Regions from separate parts of the Macaca mulatta genome. Here region 2 is linked to region 1. Evidence: chromatin contacts called from public Hi-C data. All regions are on one chromosome and are shown on one strand. The core of a region is the stretch at or near the end of the contact, and the rest is flanking DNA. Distances in the headings are between cores, read along the strand shown.

Region 1 (5,218 bases), core at 1,851-4,350:
AGATATAAAAGCAATCATTATCTTATTTTAATAGCTTAATTCACTGCTGTATCCCTATAAGTCCTGTTTGAATAATTGAGTACTTGAGCTAGGTTGTTCCCAGTGACTTTGGAGCACCTCTAAAAATACTGAATGGCATACACTCAGATATTAGGTAAATATTTCTTTATTAAATGGTTAATTTCATAAATAAAATCTTTTCACTGAATATAAAATTAAACTCATTTACAAATTATTCCAGTATTACATTTCCCCTCCCTCCCAAAAGCTACATTTTGATAAATAAAAACATTCAGTCTTAAAACACCTGATTTCTGTTTGCAGTTTAGAGTGCAGATAGCTGCCTCTCACAGACACTCATGGAGTGTCCCCCTTCAGGAAGGAATGGAATGCCCTCCCATTTACTTTTGTCAAAGGACGAATAAAAGCTTTAAACTGTCCAACTAATCTTATTATCTCTTTTACGACTGTAGAACCCCAAAAGGAAAAAAGCCTAGAGAAAATATGCTTAGCAAATAATTTACAAACAGAAAACAGAAAGTCATCAACACCACAAGCTCCAAAATGAAGCAGTAACATGTGCTCCAATACTATGAAGCAAAGTATTCTCCAATCGTGGCTGCATTAGTGTCCATCTGCACCAGCACCCTTGGCAGTTTCGAAATACCTTAATGCTCCTCAAGAATGAGCAAGGAATCCCTTCTACAATGAGTCCCATCACCCACACCGCCCCCACCCATTTTCTCCATGATTCTGATTCTGACACTCTTCTCCCTTGTTTGTCTAGGTGTGCCCTGGAAACCCAGGTAGCATTTAGTCCCTAAATTTGTGAATGTCATTGAACAGCCTGTAGAAGGGAAATGCTGCTTCATTGGCATGCGGGCAGTTGTAGTTGCATTTGCAGGACTGGATCATCATGACGTTCTTGGAAAATGTCTCCCCATCTTCGCAGCGGAACCGCATCTTCACAGTCCTGGTCAGCTGGGGCGTGCAGCATCGGCCGTCCACGCAGGAACCGCAGTACTTCGGCCGGTATTTCTTCACACTCGAACATCCAGCGTAAGTAAACCTAACTGGTTCGGGGGATTTCTTGGTCTTGCTGCATTTCTTGCCCTTCTGTAAGAGACAGGAGAGAAGAAAAGTTAGGGGTGATATTTCTCTTTCTTCAAAAAGAGATTCACATCCCACCCCCCTGCCAGGCAACAGTCTACACATCCCTGAAGGAACTTACTTTCAGGCTGCTGTACACTGGCTGTCCACAAGGCCGCACCTCACAAATCCGAGTTTCTTTCACAAGGCGGCACTCGGGGTTGTCATTGGTAACTCGTGTGGAGATACCAGTTCCACAGGTCTTTGAGCACTGGGACCATGAAGTTGTTTGAACAATACATTTCTGGCCATGTAAAGGGTTGTATAGGATGCGAGGCTCCATTCCAAAAACTGGAGAGAGAAATAAGAGGGAAGACTTCTCAGAGGCATAGCCACACAAACAGGCTCAAGTACTCATTTCTACAAAGCTTCAGACCAAAAATGCATCTCAGTACAGTGTCTGAAGGGCTCAGTCTCCACTTACCAGGGAGCCGCTTCAGTGAGCTGCCTTTTCCAACTGCAATCAATTCATTGTTTCTCGTCAACTCCACCTCGGAGGCATCGAATCCCAGCTCCTTGCCAAGGAGGCCGTCCTGGTCGTCCATGGGGTCCTTGACACTATCCTCGTCACAGACCCACTCCTCGCAGCACTGTCCGGTAACTTTGACCAGCCGGGGGTTGGGACAGCCCAAGTTGGGGAGAGACAGTTCTTGGGGACACAGAGGAATGCAGCCCACGGCGCCATCAATACATGTGCACTGATGTTTACAGTTGGGCTGGAAACTTTCCCCGTTTTGGTAGATTCTGGAGTTATATTCACAGGGTCTGCCCTCTGACTGAGCTGCAAAGATCACCAAAAGAGAAAGGTAGAAGGGGATAAAGTTAAGATTCCAAACCACCGCCTGAAACTCATACATATTTTCTGCTGTTAAATTCAATTTATGGTAAAGTTCCCTACAATTCCCCGGAGACTCTAGACCAGAACAATAAGTTAGTCAGGAATCACTTTTCCGTATGCGCTTTCGTTGGGCCCAGACACACTGAATTGCATTCCAGACTGCTGAAATCATGTGCCTTTCTGCCAAGCTACCAACAACAAAGCATCACCATACATGGTCTCAAAATTACTAAACTTCTGGACTATGGGGACTAGTATTTTTTTTTAAAGGGGCCAAACCACAAGCATCTTACCTCTGCAGATCCCCTTCAGAGCGGTGGAGCTGGCGCCGAAGTTGCATTCCAGCCCCTTGGTGTGGTCGCAGGGCTGCGTTTTGCTGCAGTCCTCGTTGAGCTGCTTGGCGCAGACCTTACAGCAGCCACAGCCGTCCCGGACCAGCCCAACTCCCGGCGCGCACTTGGGCGCCTCCAGGGGGCAGTGGCAGGCGGCGGGGCAGGTGGAGAGAGCCTGGAAGGGGGAGAAGAAACGCGTGAAACTCGGCGCGGTGCGCAAGAGGGGCGCCGCGGCTGCTGTAGGAAAGGACTGGGGTCTCCGACCCTATCGACAGGGAGCCTCTGACTTCGTCCAGCCGGGCCACCGAGGGAGGCTGCTCCCACCAAGAGGTCCCGACAAGTCTTTGGGGGGAGGAAGAGAGTGCTTAAAGAAACGGCTACCGCAAACGGCCGCGAACTTTTTATTTTATGTTTTCCTGCTGTGGGCAATCTGGGACCAGGGAAAGGGACTGACAGCGGACGGGGAATCGGTGGCAAAAGGAGAGTCCAACTCACCAGTCTGGTCAGGTGGAGAAGGGTGACGGCGAAGGCGAGCGCCCTGGCGATGCGGGAGCTCATTGTGGCGCGCAGGAGTAGCCCGGGGCGAGCGCGGCAACGAAGACGCCAACAAGCTGGTGCGCAGCGGCCAGGCCGTGCGCAGCGGGGTCGGGGTGGCGGCGCGGTGGACCCGGTGGGTAAGGAGGCGAGGGCTGGGCGGCGGGCGGGTGTCTTTCGCTCGAGGTCCCGGCGGAGAAGACGCGGAGGGCGCGGACGCTGCTCAGGGGCGCTCTCTCTCGCGGTCTGCCCAGGCGCCCCGGAGCCCGCCTTTTATATATGGGCCGGCGGAGGCGCCGCGTGTTGCAGTGACGTCGGCTCTGTCTGCGCGTTCCAGAATTCTCAAACATCTCAGGAATGCTGGTTGGCGCGGGCTGCTGCCAAGCGCCTCCCCTGGCTCCATTGCACCTTTGTGTGTGTGTGTGTGTGTGTGTGTGTGTGTGTCCCGTCAAGAAAACAGTTCGTTTTTTCCACCTTAAATTACTTCTGTTAGGAAGCGTTCTTTGGGGCGTGATGGTGGTGATGGTGGTTGGAGGGTCGCGAGGGGAGAGGGGGGCCAGTTCAGAACTTTGCCTGGACTGGGTGGGTGGGAGGACCTGAGAGGGAGGAACAAAAGTCGTTTTGTTTGGTGATTCGAGTTGACCGGGCACGGAAACCCTCACCCAGGAAGGCAGTGAGCTGTTTGCTTGTTTACAGCGAAGGTGAGAGGCAAGTTATCTGTTGAAAGAGTAGAACGTGGAAGAGGAGTGTGTCTCTGAGCCAGTAATATTTGTGGACTTCAAAGAGGCGTGTTCAGAACAAGTCCCAAAGCTTTGGCATGATGTTTATTAGCAAAATTCAGTGAATTGCAAATTAATACCCAGAGTGGCATTTATGAATGAAAAGGCGAGGGGGGTGCGGGGGGGCGGAACTTCCCCATCGTTTGGCAAATTCCCAGGCAGAGGTCTCCCCCACTCCTCCAGCCCTCCCCTTTTTTGGATATGTTGTACTTGTTTGTTTTTGGAGGTTCCCACTTTAGTTCCAGCCCACTGCCTGGGTTGGAAGTCCGAGAGGAAACGAACGCGGGGAGTTCTCCGGGAGGCTGACTTATACTTCCTCACGGATGCAGGAGACTGGGTAAGCCCTGCCCGCCTGCTTCCGCGGGCAAGAGGCTATGCTAACCAAGCAGCCAGCCAGAAGTGCAGGGGACCACCGTGGAGTGCTTTGGCCTGAAATCATCACCTGCAAAGACCGCAAGGCCAAACCAGATTCCAGTACCATTATGCCCTATGAATCTCTGGGAAAAGCAGATTCCTTCAAGCTGGACGTTTTGTGGGGTTTTTCACTCCTTTCCTAGGGACCACTGGAAGCCTCCCATTTTAAATGAATTGCAATGCCTTTCTCTCCAAGTACAGAAAAGAGATTTAGGATGTAATATTTTGTAGTAAAAATGTCAGCAGATTTTAAGATCCTGTTCTACCTGCAATACACTCAGTAGAAGACCCCACCACAAGACAATTTACTTGAACATCACCAATACCGTTAGTGTGATTGATAAACTTTCCCTGCAAGTTTCAAAAACTTTTTGCATAATTTTAATAAAAATGATGTGAGACTCATATGCTCTAGGATAACTACTTATCCTTTTTAATGTTTAGGGCTGTTCAGACTTCATAATTTAGCAGTCTTGTTTAAAAAGGCCCTTAGTGCTAATGCTGACTTTCCTGATAAGCACAATGAGAAGCTGTCAGGATGAAAACACACTCCAGTGAAGAGAACCCTTGCAGGAAGTTCAGTTTCATTCATTCCAAAGTGCCCTTTCATAAATGGAAGCAGCATTTGCTAGAGGGAGTGGGATTTCTAAAGCTCTGATGGAGGGTTAGGGTTGGGAGACTTTTCAAGACAATGGATTGTCAGGTGTTATGCAAATACAGTGAGGAAAGTCTGGGCCCAACATGTACACAGGTTAATACATCAATTATTATTTACAAAACATTATTTTTTCTGCCTTATCATTTCATTATTGTTTCCTTCTTAATGAAGTGATTGCGGGACGGGAGGGGGAAGGAGGGGTGTAGCCACAGTACGTGTTGAACAGAGGGAGATGGGAGAGAGAGAATGGAGAGGAGGGTTCCTGGCTTCTGTTGTGGCGTCTTTTCTATTTGACTTCATGGTTGTAAGTATTTCCAGATGGTGAATCAGACACCAGACGTAACAATATTTCCATATTTGGGTATAGCAGTAGCCTGCGTTTTTAACATTTTTCTGCCTCTGTTATCCAACCACAAAGCATTCTTGACAGCTTCAAATGTTGTTAAATATAGATTTAACTTCTCTTCCCAGAGCAGGAAATTCTTTGGAATTCCTTGTTTTTCACGCAATCTGT
Region 2 (5,218 bases), core at 1,968-4,467, 110 kb after region 1:
CCTAGTGTCCTTTGAAAATGCCTTTCCCTTAGAATTCTCATTCTCTCCTTCAGTTACTCACATCCAAAAATTATTCAAGGCTTAAACCAGGTCCAATCACCTTCAAGCAGCTTTCTTCCACTCCCACCCACCATAGAGATCTCTCTTTCTCTCACCTTCCTGTAGCACTTTGTTATGTATACCTCTCATGTGCACTTACCCCAGCTCCAATTCTGGATGTCTTGTTTTCCTAGTGAGATTGTGAGCTCTTCAAGGTCGGGATCATGTCTTTGTGCTTCCTTCTTTTGTGACTCTGAAGTGCATAACATGGTGATGTGCCTTGGGAATTTTCAATAAATATTCATGGGAAAAGTGAACATATCAATGTATTAAGCTCAATAAAGTCCATTTTCCTAAAAACAGTCCTTCATTGCTGAAGTGTAAAAGCATGTAAACTATAATCTACTGGATTTGGTAATTTTATTATTCTTTTTTACTAATATATACATTCTAACACTTTTTGACAACTGCTTAGAGAAGACAGAAGGCACGCTTATCAAATTTCAGATGGCACAAATTAGAAGTAATAAGTAATGCACGAGATAACAGAATCAAAACTAGACAAGTTAGAAAGAAGTAAATAACATTTAACAGGGATAACTACAAAATTAGATTTTAAAAGAACACCTACCCAATTTCAGTACTGAAAGACATGGCTAACATCAAGTTTTAATTGGCTGCTAGATTGACATGAGCCCAGAGTGGTACACAGAGCCCTGTTCATAGTTAGACTCAGGGCACTGAGTGGTAAGTGAAGTTTTCAGGTCCAACAAGGCACAGGCATGAATGAAGATTGCTAGATGGTGGCCAGTTAGAGACATACGGAGCCTCAATGTCTGGTAAAGTCTGCAGTAAAGGGCAGAATGAAGTCCTATACTTTATTTAACCTGGGAGCTAAATAAATAAACAATATATAATAAGAGTAAATAAGCTGGGTGCAGTGGCTCACGCCTGTAATCCCAGCACTTTGGGAGGCCGAGGTGGGCGGATCACCTGAGTTCAGGAGTTTGAGACTAACCTGACCAACATGGAGAAACTCTGTCTCTACTAAAAATACAAAATTAGGCAGGTGTAGTTGCACGTGCCTGTAATCCCAGCTACTCGAGAGGCTGAGGCAGGAGGATCGCTTGAACCCAGGAGGCAGAGGTTGCAGTGAGCTGAGATCGCGCCATTGCACTCCAGCCTGGGAAACAAAAGCGAAACTCCATCTCAAAAAAAAAAAAAAAAAAAAGAATAAATAGTAAACTAATTTAAAAATAAATAAATTTTATATTTAACCTGGGTAAACTTAAGATCAACTTTCACCTGTAACTTTGATGGGAATCCTCCATCTGAGGACACCATTAAGTGATTTCTGACGCTAAACTGGGTCTATTGTGGCTGCCTGGATCCCCCAAGAATTTTGCTTTAGAAGTACTACCTAGGCCGGGCGCGGTGGCTCAAGCCTGTAATCCCAGCACTTTGGGAGGCCGAGACGGGCGGATCACGAGGCCAGGAGATCGAGAGACGATCCCGGCTAACACGGTGAAACCCTGTCTCTACTAAAAAATACAAAAAAAAACTAGCCGGGTGAGGTGGCGGGCGCCTGTAGTCCCAGCTACTCGGGAGGCTGAGGCAAGAGAACGGCGTAAACCCGGGAGGCGGAGCTTGCAGTGAGCTGAGATCCGGCCACTGCACTCCAGCCTGGGTGACAGAGCAAGACTCCGTCTCAAAAAAAAAAAAAAAAAAGAAGTACTACCTAGTAGATCTTAAAGGTTTGTTATTTTACTTTTGGTCCCACTTCCCAACATCAGTGTCAGAGCTGTCCTTAAGACTCAAATTTCGGCAGGGCGTGGTAGCTCATGCCTGTAATCCCAGCACTTTGGGAGGCCAAGGCGGGTGGATCACCTGAGGTCAGGAGTTCGAGACCAGCCTCGCCAATATGGTGAAACGCTGTCTCTGCTAAAAATACAAATTAGCCGGGAGTAGTGGCGCGCACCTGTAGTCCCAGCTACTCAGGAGGCTGAGGCACGAGAATTGCTTGAACTGGGGAAGCGGAGGTTGAAGTGAGCCGAGATGACACCACTGCACTCCAGCCTGGGCAACAAGAGTGAAATTCCGTCAAAACAAAACAACAACAAAAAACAAACAGACAAAAAAACTAAAATGTGAAGCTGAGAATTTTGAAGCTCATTTATAAATTCACACCACCCTTGTGGGAGGGGAGAGAAGGCAGATCACATCTCCGGGCTCAACTGGGGCAACCATTCTAGGATGCTCAGACAGACCTGCTCCTAGAAATCCAGTTTCCTAAAAGCTGGGATCAGAGTTCTGGCAAGAAGGCTGGAGCCTGGGCCTTGGCCCTAGACCACCAAAAGTGAATACAGGCTTAGGCAGTGTTCATAGAGGCCCAGCATCTGGAACAAGGGTGCTGCTGTAGTCTGTGCTGGTCAGACCACACAGGAAGAATTGTTTCTTTTCCGGATGCTATGATTTTAAAAGGATACAAGCAAATTGGTGTGTATCAAAAGGAAGCTGACCAGAATGTTGAAAGGACTTGGAAACCAAATCACTAGTTACTTTTCAGTGGTTTGGGCTCCAGGACTGGAGGGGGTTAGGGTTGGGGGTAGAGGATGGTGTTAGGCAGCATAGATAATTAGAACTGTTTTCAGATATGCAAATGCTGTTTTGTGAAAACACACACACACGCAAACACACAAAAAACAACAAAAAAACTTGTACTTTAGGTAAGGCCAGAAAACAGAACTGGGACCCGTGCGATTTAAGCTTAAAATGAAGAATCTGTAAGCCATTATAGCTCTTCAAAAGTGGACTAGACTTTGTAAGTAAGCAAGGTTTAAACTGTTCACGCAAAAACCAAGAAGCCCTCCAGCCGCTCTGTCCAGACCGAGGCTGGCTCTCCAATTCCGCGCTGGGGACGATGGGAGGTGTGCACCTGCGACAGAACACAGGTACCGCCAGGTCTGGGTAGGGGTGGCTTTTCGCCGAGGTCCCCCGCCTGAACATACTTCTTGCCCTTGCTGCTTCCCCGGCCGCCTCTCCTGGCCCCACTCCTCGCGCGGCGCTCGCCGCCACAACTCCTGCCTAGGCTGGCGCGAGACCCGCCAGCGCCGGAGTGGGCGCGCGGGCTGCGCGCGGGCCGGCGCCCGGAGCTCTGGGCATGCTCAGTCGCGCGGGCAGGGCTCCGGGCGCGAGCTGGGCTCCTTCTGCACCACATTCAGCGGCTGCCAAGAGGAGCCGCCGGGCGCTCGCAGGCTTGTAGCGCACTGCCCGCGGCAGGACCCGGCCGCCTCCGCCGCCACCGCCGCCCCTAAGCCTCCGGAAGCCATGGCCGGGCTCGGCCACCCCGCAGCCTTCGGCCGAGCCACCCACGCCGTGGTGCGGGCGCTGCCGGAGTCGCTCGGCCAGCACGCGCTGAGAAGCGCCAAGGGCGAGGAGGTGGACGTCGCCCGCGCGGAACGGCAGCACCAGCTCTACGTGGGCGTGCTGGGCAGCAAGCTGGGGCTGCAGGTGGTGGAGCTGCCGGCCGACGAGAGCCTTCCGGACTGCGTGTTCGTGGAGGACGTGGCCGTGGTGTGCGAGGAGACTGCCCTCATCACCCGACCTGGGGCGCCGAGCCGGAGGAAGGAGGTAACTGCCCGCTCGGCGACTCGAGGGGCGCGGCAGGGGCGCGCGCTGGGCCCTCCCCTCCCGTCGGCAGCCGCGTTGCCTGGGGAGTAGCGCCATTGGCACCTGGGCTGGTTCACAACTTCCCGTCGTGGGGCGAGTGTGTGTGTGTGTGTGTGTCAGAGTCAGAGAGAAGTTCATTGTTCACACCTCCAGGCTGCCGGCAGCCTTCTGGAGGATCCGATTCAGTGTGGTTGTACGGTCTCGGGCAGGTGGGTGGGCGGGGGAGTCCGTCTCACCGGCATTTTTATTTCTGAAAATTAAACGGCAGCGACGACAGTGCAACTTTGAGTGTTTCATAGGGAGCAGGGGCCACGAGGGGTGCCGCTCCGGGAGGGCAGGTGGAGGCTGGGCGTCCCTCCAGGGGGCAGCGCCAGTCGTGACACCGAAGCCCCCAAGTCCTGCCTGGAGCTTGGAGCAGGACAAGCTGTATTAATTAACGGGGTGTCGGTGCCCACAGACCTGGGGCTTCTCAAGTTCATTTTCAGTGGTGGCGAGTGAGTCCCAAAGAACGGGACTAGTAAGTGAATGAATGGAAGGAAAGTGTGTTTGTGAGCTGTGCTAAATGTGTGCATGAATGGACTAGGTTTGAAAAGCTCTACTCTGTGCGGTGTTGGGTGTGTGTTTAATTAAGACATGGTTGTTTCACAAATTCCGTAATTTTTATTGTCTATATTTTTAAACTCACAGCAATTAAGAGAGCTTTCCTGTTCTCAAGGGTTGTAACTACTTTGAAATACTGCAGCTTGTGAAATGGCTGATTGCTTTAAGTGCAATGTAGGTTAGTGGGGAGAGACAAATAGAGTGCGATTGGATTTTAAAATGCCATCTGGTCTGGGATTCTTCTCATTGCCAGTTAAGAGCCCAGGCTCAAGACTCCGTTGCTGTTGGCATCCAGTGGCATTGCAAGAAGCTAGTGGTTTCTTTCATTTCTGGAGATTTAAGAATTTTTTTTCTATTTTGTCTGTATTCACTTCACGTTGGAAATGCTTCATAGAGCTTATGATAAAATATGCTTATTCCTCACCTGCTTCACTACTTGGTTGATGGAATCCTACATGGCCTGAGAAAATAGACATATTCTACTAATTTCTTAGTAAGATAATCAGCTTTTATTCCACCCTCCATTAGCAGAAAACCAAAAGAGTAACATATCTCTCTTAGCCCTTTGATCTGTTTGCCACACCTCTCCATCTTTGAGTCTGTGAGATGTGCCACTCTTTTAAACTGATAAGGAATGTGATCCCATTTGAATACTTTCTAATGTGTTCTAGGCCAAATGGCAGAGCTATGGTTTGAACTTAAAAGAAGAAAATCGATTTGAAAACCCTTTCAAGATGGCACTCTTTTGATGAGAGTAGTCCAATTTCTCCTCAAGAGACTGTCACCATATTTATTCATCCATTTCATTTTATTCCTATAATAAAAGCTTCCAAGCTTTGGCCTCCCTGATACCTAAGTGAGCAGTGATCTTTTTCCCCTGCCCAGATTTTGAAGCATACATTTTAAATTG

The links. Hi-C and Micro-C count contacts between places; a contact is called where the count stands out from the background.
Region 2: a Hi-C map of fetal cortex germinal zone shows a contact between it and region 1, with 4 times the contacts expected there. The contact joins the promoter of DDAH1 here to the promoter of CCN1 in region 1. A contact is called at or near these places in 2 of 14 Hi-C or Micro-C datasets (fetal cortex germinal zone and fibroblasts).

The regions. Positions count from the first base shown.
Region 1 is chr1:154,986,791-154,992,008 of T2T-MMU8v2.0, forward strand. It overlaps CCN1 (cellular communication network factor 1), which reads right to left and starts at 3,101. Exons shown (of 5, transcript XM_015144252.2): 1 at 2,815-3,101; 2 at 2,281-2,494; 3 at 1,574-1,930; 4 at 1,232-1,440; 5 at 151-1,116. The coding sequence starts at 2,877. The coding sequence ends at 814.
Region 2 is chr1:155,101,373-155,106,590 of T2T-MMU8v2.0, forward strand. It overlaps DDAH1 (dimethylarginine dimethylaminohydrolase 1), which reads left to right and starts at 3,218. Exons shown (of 6, transcript NM_001266704.1): 1 at 3,218-3,669. The coding sequence starts at 3,367.